Linked DNA regions of Urocitellus parryii: region 2 is linked to region 1. Evidence: chromatin contacts called from public Hi-C data. All regions are on one chromosome and are shown on one strand. Each heading gives the region's core, a stretch centred on a gene start, on an enhancer-like site or on the middle of the called end of the contact. The rest is flanking DNA. Distances are from core to core; before and after follow the strand shown. Region 1 holds the start of Slc28a1 (solute carrier family 28 member 1). Region 2 holds the start of Zscan2 (zinc finger and SCAN domain containing 2).

The links. A called contact is a pair of places that touch in the nucleus more often than the background predicts.
Region 2: a contact with region 1 is called in a Hi-C map of liver, with 2.6 times the contacts expected there. The contact joins the promoter of Zscan2 here to the promoter of Slc28a1 in region 1. A contact is called at or near these places in 2 of 2 Hi-C or Micro-C datasets (liver and muscle).

The regions. Positions count from the first base shown.
Region 1 is chr6:132,103,672-132,108,609 of mUroPar1.hap1, reverse strand. Slc28a1 (solute carrier family 28 member 1) reads left to right here and starts at 3,139. Exons shown (of 18, transcript XM_026388249.2): 1 at 3,139-3,305.
Region 2 is chr6:132,386,541-132,391,143 of mUroPar1.hap1, reverse strand. Zscan2 (zinc finger and SCAN domain containing 2) reads left to right here and starts at 2,445. Exons shown (of 3, transcript XM_026388250.2): 1 at 2,445-2,467.

The sequences.
Region 1 (4,938 bases), core at 1,890-4,389:
AACCCAGTGCCTCACAAGTGCTAATCAAGTGCTCTACCACTGAGCTACAACCCCAGGTCGAGGCAGACATCATTTTAAAAATGAGAACAACAAAATTGTACTAGGCTTTTATTCTGACAATATTCCCAGGCTTAAGGAGAGAAGAATGGCAAGGTTATACTCATGAACTTTGAGCCTGTCTATTTGTCCACTGTTAGGACACCTGAATCAACACAATGAAAGAGATGACACTGGCAAAAAGCCAAGAAATAAGCGTAGGCAAAGTCGTGAGAAGAAAATCAAAAGATTGCTGAACAATCCTGATGATGTCTGCCTCTTAGGGTGCTGAGTGTTTTACTCACTATTTATAAAAAAATATGTATCCTGTTTATTAAAGCAGCCTGGTAAGGTAAAAGGATCCTTTCCAATTCTTTGGCTAAGAATTTCCCTAACACAGGGGATGGTCAGATAATCAGTCGCCTCTGAAGAGAGGCACAGGGATGGGAGAGGAACAGGCCCTTCACTATATACCCTTCTAAGTGTTGGGGGTACTTATTTGTGTTTTTGGTTTGTTTTTATTTTTGTTCTTTGTGCTGGGGCTTGAAGCCAGGGCCTTGTGCATGCTACTAAGCTAAATCTCAAAGTGCTGTTTTGATGACAGGGAGGCTATATATGTGTATTCATGTGGTCCTGTCCTCATCCTGGCCCTGTCCTGTACTTCACTAGTCCCTCTGGGTCGACTGGGTATCAGAGGCCATCTTCTCGGGAAGTATGCCACATAGGGGGTCATTGAGGTACTGAGGCCACACAGCTGGATGGGTAGGAGCAGGACACCCACTTCAGCTCTTGGTCTTCTCCTGGGGAGTCTCAGTCCTCACCTCTCCAGTCTCCCAGTTGCCGGCGCTGGGTTTTCAGCCAAATGCTACCTAAAAAGAATTTGGCTTCACAAGGCCTGGGATCCCTGCCGGCCACTAGTCCATGAGGGGAGAAGCAGGGAATAGGCACTGGTCCCCTGACTTGGAGAGTTACGATGTGTTAAGATGCCCTCAGGGGGCTGAAGGTGTAGCTCAGTGGTAGAGTGCTTGCCTTGCATGCACAAGGCCCTGGCTTCAATCCCCAGCACCACAAAGAAGAAGGAGAAGGAGAAGGAGAAGGAGAAGGAGAAGGAGAAGGAGAAGGAGAAGAAGGCCTCAGGTGCTGGGCTCTCTCTCAAGCTTGTCATTTAATTCTCCGAGGTACTTTACCTACCTTCACCAGCTCACAGATGAGGAAACAAGTTAACTTGGAGAGTCTGGAGTGAGTGAATCTCACTTAGAACATAGAACTCAGGGCTCTGTGCTCCAGGTTCATCCCACAAACACACAGCCTGTTGGACTCTTGTTCTAGAGATCAGGCCCATGAAGCTGCAATGAATGTTTTGAAACCAACCTGGTTGCCACTGGATACACTGGCTTCCCTCTGAGCACCGACAGACACCAAGCGGGGACGGGAGGGGAGGATGACAGGAGGAAAGGGGCGACAGGAGGAGTTGGAAGGGGCAGAGGTGGAGAAGTTAATTAATATAGTCCTTTGCCCTTCATTGGGACTCAAGGAGGCCCCCTTTGAGGCAGCTTTGAGTCCATCTGTGTCTTGCTCAAGGTAAACATTCGGTCTACAATCAAGGGGACATGTGGCCCCACCAATGTGAGTGGACATGTTGTGGATCTCTGTTGGAAAATGAATAACAGAAAAATTGTATACACTTAGGGGGAAAATAGGCGGGAAATTCCAAATACTCAATAATCCTTATCTGTGGAGGGCTCAGATTAGGGGGATTTTAATGCTTTCTGTATTTTTCTATAAGATTTAAATGTATGTGTCATTACTTTGGTAATTAGATTGGTTTTTTTTTTTTTTGTATTGGAGACTGAACCCAAAGTGCTTTTCCACTGAGTTGTATCTCCAGCCCCACCCCCACACACATGCCTTTAAAAATTTATTTTGTCAAATGTATGAAATATGATATGTCAAGAGCTATGTAATGTTTTGAACAACTAATAATAAATAAATAAATAAATAAAATTTAAAAAAAATTTATTTCATTTTAAGATAGGGTCTCCCTAAAGTTACCCAGGCGAGCTCAAACTTGCAATCTTCCTGCCTCAAAACCACCCACCTCCACCACTCAGTCCCCAATAGCTAGGGTTACAGGTATGCACCATTGAGCCCAGCTAATGTTTTGGTAATTAGAATGAAAGAGAAAAAGAAGCCAGGTGCAGTGGCATGTGCCCAGCAACTCAGGAGGCTGAAACCGGAGAATCACAGGGTTGAGGCCAACCTCAGCAATTTAGTAAGACCCTGTCTCAAAATAAAAAATAAAAAGTGCCAGGAATCTTACTCAGTGGTAAAGTGCTCCTGGGTTCAACCCTCAGTACCGCAAAACAAACAAAAAAGGGCAAAGTAAAGGAAGTTTTTAGAGAATAGGGGTCCCTCCGTCCATCCGTCATCTAAACTTCCAAAACAACTTGCGTACCTGTACCAGGTGCTCTGCTCTTATGTTACCAGGAAGTAGTTTTGTGCCATAAAGGATTTTGTCCTTAGTGTGTACTATTAATTATTAAAGAAATGTTTGTTAATCTTGTCAGATAAGCTTAATGCTTAGCTTGAAGACTGAAAAACTAAATTGTTCGTCCCTTGACTTTGCACAATGTTGCTTAGGCATTTAGTTTAAAGGGGGAAAAAAAGAAAGAAACGAAGAGGGAAACAGTGGGATTTTGTTTTGCTTTCGTGACTGTTTCAATGCTTAGACCTGCAACACGCTTCCTATTTGTGACAGCTACACACCTTCCCTATCTTCCAAGCTTAGGAAAATAGGTTGTTATAATAATTACTAATCCAGGGAGGAAGAGAGAGTGAGATGCAAAATGGAAGGTGAAATACAGGGGATGACAGATGGAAACCGGAAGGGGGAGAGCAGGAATACCAAAGGTTGCTTCCTGGAGGAGAGGAACCAGATCTGGCCTTGGAAGAGGTCAGTTCAGGAGCAGGGAGAGTGGAGGGAGGGCATTTCTGGTGGGAGGCAGCCAGGTCGGGCAGAAGCTACCCCGGGCCAGACCTCTGTAGGCTCCCTTTCGCACCCTCTTTTCCCTCAATAAGGGTTGGGATCCTGCGGCAGCCTTGTGTCGCTGGACTCTGGGGAAGCCCAACCTACTGCAGTTCTGGACCTTGCCCAGGAATTTCCATTGAAAGGTGAAGACAGGCCAAAGCACAAGCAGGCTGGCTCAGCTCATCCCTAGAGAAACCTGTGCTTCCATCTCTTCCTGAGAACCACCTGTCACCACAAATATGTGAGTAGGAATAAGGTCCTGTCCTCTCTGTGCAGCTGTATCTGTGTGTGTGCTGGAATCAGGGCTTCCAAGGCTGTGTGTGTGTGTGTGTGTGTGTGTGTGTGCATACGCACTCAATGTGTGTCCCTGCTTGTTTGTATGTATGTCTGGGTGTGTTATCTTAACAGTCTGCTGTTGGGATAGAGTACGGTAATCCCCAAAGGGAAAAAAGGAGGAGGAATGGGAGTAGGGAGACAGGGTCTCACTTAGGACTTTATTTACAGATGAGCTGAAGCCTATGAATTGAGCTTCAGCAAAAAAGGAACTATAGACTGAATGTAGTGGCTCACTCCTAGTAACTCCAGAGGTTGAAGCAGGAGGATTGCAAGTTTGAGGCCAGCCTCAATAATTTAGCTAGACCCTGTTTCAAAATAAAAATATAAAAATGACTGGGGATATAACTCAATGGTAGAGCACCCCTTGGTTCAATCCCCAATGTTGGGGGAAAAAAATAAAAGGAACTATTGGCTCTTGGCATGAAAAAGTCCAGGGGTAGTTATCTAGGGACCAGATTGTTGTCTTCAGGATATTGTGTCTCCATTTTTCAAGTGTGGAAAAGTATAATACAATAAGCATATCACTACTTTTTTCCCTTGAAGTATTGCATCAAAGAGAAGGACATGCTCTTCAGTAGAGAATCAGAGGGCGTTGGGGCCGAGTGCAGACAGGCAGCATAGAGTTGAACCATCCAAGCCCTGCCAGAGCATGAGGAGATTTTTATATTGCACAGTAAGTCCTCCAACAGTCATAATTTTTCCATGAAGAAGATTAAACCTTAAACACGTGCTTCAAAAAAACAAAACAAAACTACCTCCCTGTCCCCACCCCAGGGAGGTGGGGAGTGGAGAAAAAGAAAAAAGGAAAGAAAGAGAAAGGAAAAAAGGAGAAAACAAAGAACCTCTAATCCCAAGGGCTTACAAATGAGAGGCATGGCCTTTTCTCTATTTTCTATATTTATATGAAAATAATTCATGCTCATGCTAAATACATTATTTACCTTATAAGAACTGTGTTGTTTTTAAATTTTAAAAGTTTGTTTAATGATTGCTTTTTCTTTGAAGGAATCCATGCATTATGGATCAGAAATATATGCTGGCTATACTGGCTAAATGTGGAAATCAGATTTTTTGCAAAGATGAATTTTTTTGATACAAGGGATTGAACTCAGGGGCACTCAACCACTGAGCCACATCCCCAGCCCTACTTTGTATTTTATTTAGAGATAGAGTCTCACTGAGTCGCTTAGTGCCTCGCTTTTGCTAAGGCTAGCTTTGACTTGCAATCCTCCTGCCTCAGCCTCCCGAGCCATTAGGATTACAGTCATGCACCACCGTGCCTGGCACAAAGATGGATCTTGACTGACATTAATTGCAGATTCCTTTTTGAGGGCAGTATAGGAGTTATTTTTTTACCATGGTTTATTTTTTGTGTGTCCATCAACATGTGAGCCTATCACTTAATGGCAAGTGATTTTAACCTGTTGTGTGGAGTGAGGCAAGCCAGGGCCTCTCTTCAGAAAAATGCCTGTATCAGATACACACTCATTTCCTTCCTTTCCTTCCCTGTGAAATGGGCAGGATTTGCTGTTTTGGCC
Region 2 (4,603 bases), core at 1,196-3,695, 280 kb before region 1:
GCCACCACACACCTTGTAGATTCAAACAGCAATCCTTTATTCCCGAACTCACACCGCCTCCACACAGGTTCAGGGGCAATCTAAAATCTCTCCGCCCAATTTACCTACTCCAAGAGGCTTTTTCCAAATCCCATTTGAATCTCACGAGAACAAGCAGCAGGAACACCCTAATCCCAGCAGCAATAATCTTCAACCTCCAACTTCCCTAAAACCCCTATTGTCTTAAACTCAAGGAGCGGGGAAACTTCCTCAAACCTGATCAGCTCTAAACCAGGATCCGCCCTGGTCTTTGAGCAAGGTCACCTTACTAAAGCATACATGCAATGTCCCATCGAATGTCCTCTAAGCAGCATGGGGTACGCTGGCAAGGAAATTTCCATGCGTCATTCCTACTTGGCAATGACCCTCAGCACAAAGTCATCATCCTTAATCATTTTTCAGATCTCCTAGGAATGCTGACAACTAGAATAAATGTTGGCCAGGAATTTGCTTCCAGAAACCTTAGTGTAGACTTCTCAGTGTGGCCTGGAGGTGGTGCTGTTTGCTTGTTAAGATGCTACTAGGGTGTAGCTGGCTATTGGTGGCGGGATTCAATCCAGTCACCCAATGGCAAAAGCTGAATGTTACTTTGCATCTTTGTATTTGAATTAATTAAGAAGGTTAATTAGTGAAAAACATGTGAATTTCAAATGATCTTTGGAGTGGGGCAGAAGACTAACACAAAACTCAGAATCTATAAAAAAACAAGATTAACAAATTTGACCACATGAAAAATTTTTTTAAAATATATTTTTTTCTTTTTTGAGTTCCTTCCTTCCTTCCTTCTTTCCTCCCTCCCTCCCTCCCTCCCTCTCTTTCTCTTTCTTTCTTTCTTTCTCCTCGACCTCCTCCTTCTTTTTCTTCTGTTCTGGGGATTCTTTGCCACCCTAACACCCCCTTCCCCCCCCCCTTTAACTTTTGAGACAGGACTTGTTAAATTGCTGAAGCTAGCCATAAACTTGCGATCCTCCTGCCTCAGCCTCCTGAGTAGCTGGTATTACAGGCATACATGCACAACTATGTCTGGTGAAAAATTCAAATTTCTAAATTTAATAAACCACCAGAAAGTAAACAGCAAACTGAGAAAAATAGCAGCAACTTCTGCAGCAAAGGAATACTTTTCTTATTATACAAAGAACTTTTACAAATAAACTTGATTTAAAAAATGGAAAAGAATGTAATCAATTCACAGAAAATAAGATTAAAGTCACTAGTAAGAAATGAAACACTCTTAAATAAACAAAATTTAAAAGCAAGCCGAACATGGTGGAAAAATGCCTGAAATCTCAGTTACTCAGGAGACTGAGACAGGATAATCACAAGTTCGAAGCCAACCTGGGCAATTTAAGGAGATTCTGTCTCAAAATAAATTTAATAGGGTCAGGGATATAGCTCAGTGGTAGAATGCAAGTCTATCATGCACAAGCCTGGGGTTCAAATCACAATACCCCAAAACAAATATACATAAATGCAGCATTTGATTGTGTGTGCCTCCAGTAATTACTCTGTACAAACACATACAATTATTCTATCACAGACCATTAAGAGTGTGTTTCTCTCCTTTCTTAGATTCCCACTTGGGTTTCCGGGAAGTATTTCCACTGTTTTTATGTAGTGTTGGGGCAATTATTTCTTCAGCAGCACCAACCATGGGAATACCAAGACAGAAGTCAAACTCTTACTCCTACACACCCACTGCTGAAATTAACAAGCAATTCTGTAAGAACAAACGGAGCTGTCAAACAAGTATGCTTGGGAAGGTATCTCAGAGTAGGTAGGTGATGATGGGGCAAGCTTCAAGAAGGAGGATCGGAAAGATAGGAGGCAGTGAAGGCGGGGCGGGGCTTTCCCCCGACGTAGAATCACCACGTGTGACAACAAAGGGGTGTGCGAAAGCTGGGTGCATGTGCAGAGTTGCAAGTTGCGGGGAGAAGAGCCAGGGTGAGCGTTGAGTCGCGTTTCCTGCACGGATCCCTTTCCTGTTCAGAGTCTGTACTGGCCTGTCTGCGGTGCCAACATCACTTGCCATACAGTTCTCTGCTGAAAAGGACTTTCCCCCCATCCAACTTTCACTTTTTATAGACAAATACAGGGAGGACTTAGAGAAGTGAAATAATTTGTCTCAGGGTACAGTCTTGGCCACACTGGGGTACCGACAACCAGTCCGCGGATTTTTCTCTATTGCCTTTGGGCACCGTCTAGGCTATCTACCCCTAACTCGCTCCCGGACGGTGATTTGGTTGTCTTCGGATGCACTACATCTCCCATAATGCCTCGGGCCCAGTCTCCCTCCCGCTGATAGACTGAGCACTGTCTCCTCCAGTAGGAGAGCAGAGTTCCCAGGGGCCATCCTCTACAGCCAATGAACATGGCAGAGGGCGGGCCTCTCCCGTCCATTGTTCTCTGTGCCCCACGGGCTTGAGCTGAGGTGAGTTCAGAGGGGCCGGGCGAGCCCGAGGGCGCTTTTGCGCGAGGAGCGGTCGCCTGAGCTAGACCTGGACTCTGGGGAGGTGAGCTGGAGAGGCAGGCCTGAAGTCGCGTGGACCGGGGAACAGCCCGCGGCGAGGATAACGGGCCTGCAGCCAGCTGCGGCAGCCTGCTGGGGGAGGGGCGTGGGTACCCTGTTCGTGCCCGCTGCCGGGCGCTTGGAGTTACCCGCCGGGCTCTGTGAACCGACTGGGTCTTTTCTCCCCGGCAGAGTTCCTTTCACATCCAAGCGGAAAGCGCAGGATTTTGAACTGGGAAGGGATGTTTGACCACGTCCTGTGCAGCCTCCTCATTGTACAAGTGGGGAAACTGAGGTTCAGAGGGGGCGTGTCTTGTCTTGGCTTAGACGGCGAATTGGGGGTCTCGGCACATTGTACCCGGTTCCCAATTAAGAATTCTGTTATATTTGCATTTCATCTAGTCATTTGGGTAAATACACGTTGAGAGCTTCGGTTTTCCCACTAGCTTTTCTTTTTGTTGTTGCTATTGTTTTTAGGTTTTCTTTTTATTATTTTCTTTAATAATTCCAGGGAGTGTTATTCGAGTCTTTATGATGTTATGCTTTTTGAAATGTTTTTTATTGCTTTAAAAATATTTCATTTAGTTCTTTGTAATTCTAGGTTTCTCAGTATTGAGTTGCTGACCAGGTCCTCCTTTTTACTAGTGTGTGTTTATATTTAAAGGGAATTGGGTTCTTACTGTCTATGGTGTTTTACCTTTCTGGTTTTCTTTTTATACGTTATTTTCATATCAGGAGAATTATCTGAAATCATTAATGATTAATAATCTTTGTCAGTGTAATTTTAAAAAATATTGGGCTGGTGATGTAACTCAGTGGTAGAGTGCTTGCCTAGCTTGTGTGAAGCCTTTTGGCTTAATTTCCGTTGAGCCCCTTCCCAGACAATACCACCTATTATCATGTTAGATGTATGTATGTATGTATGTATGTATGTATGTATTTATGTGATGCTAGGGATTGAACCCAGAGTCTTGCACATGCAAGACAAGTGCTTTACCACTGAGTTACTCCTAGAATACCTTTTAATATATTCTATTGTATAGAGGTGCCATTGATTTTTAACCATTTCCCTGCTGCTGGATTCCTCACCAGCTGGATGCTGGGGATTGAACCCAGGCCACTCTATCCCTGAGCTACGTTTCCCTGCTCTTTTTATTTAATTTTAAGACATTGTCTCACTAAGTTACCGAGGCTGGCCTCTAACTCACAATCCTACCTCATCCTTCCAAGTGGCTTTTACCACTATGCCCAGCACTCCTACTGCTAGAGTTTAAAGGTTATCAACTTTTTGCAATTAGAAACAATGCCATGGTTGTGTATCCTTGCAAATAAATTTCTCTTTGCAAAAGATGTTATTTTTTTTAATTAATTACTTATTTATTTTTTACATACATGACAATAGTGGAATGCATCACACTCATTATTACCCATTTACAGCACAAGTTTTCGTAACTCTGTATGTAAAGTATGTTCACGCCAAATTATGCCATTATACACGTACTCTTTTTTTTGCATTACAATTCTTTTTTTTCTTTCTTTTTTTTTTTTTTTTAAAGAGAGAGTGAGAGAGAGAGAGAGAGAGAGAGAGAGAATTTTTAATATTTATTTTTTAGTTCTCGGCCGACACAACATCTTTGTTGGTATGTGGTGCTGAGGATCGAACCTGGGCCACACGCATGCCAGGCGAGCGTGCTACCACTTGAGCCACATCCCCAGCCCTGCATTACAATTCTTAATACACATATATGCCACAATTTTTCATATCTCTGTTTGTATATAAGGTATGTTGACACCAACTTCAAATCTTCATATATATAAAAATGTTATTTTAAAATTAAACTCTGTACTGAACATGTGTAGATTTTTTTCTTGTCAACATTTCAGTACAGATAACAACTATTTGCGAAGCATTTACATTGTATTGGGTATTATGTGTAATCTGGAGACAATTTAAAGGTATACAGGAAGACATGCACAAATTATATGCAGATTCTATACCATTTTATGTAAGGGACTTGAACATTCAGATTTTGGTATCTGCAGGGGTTCCTGGAACTA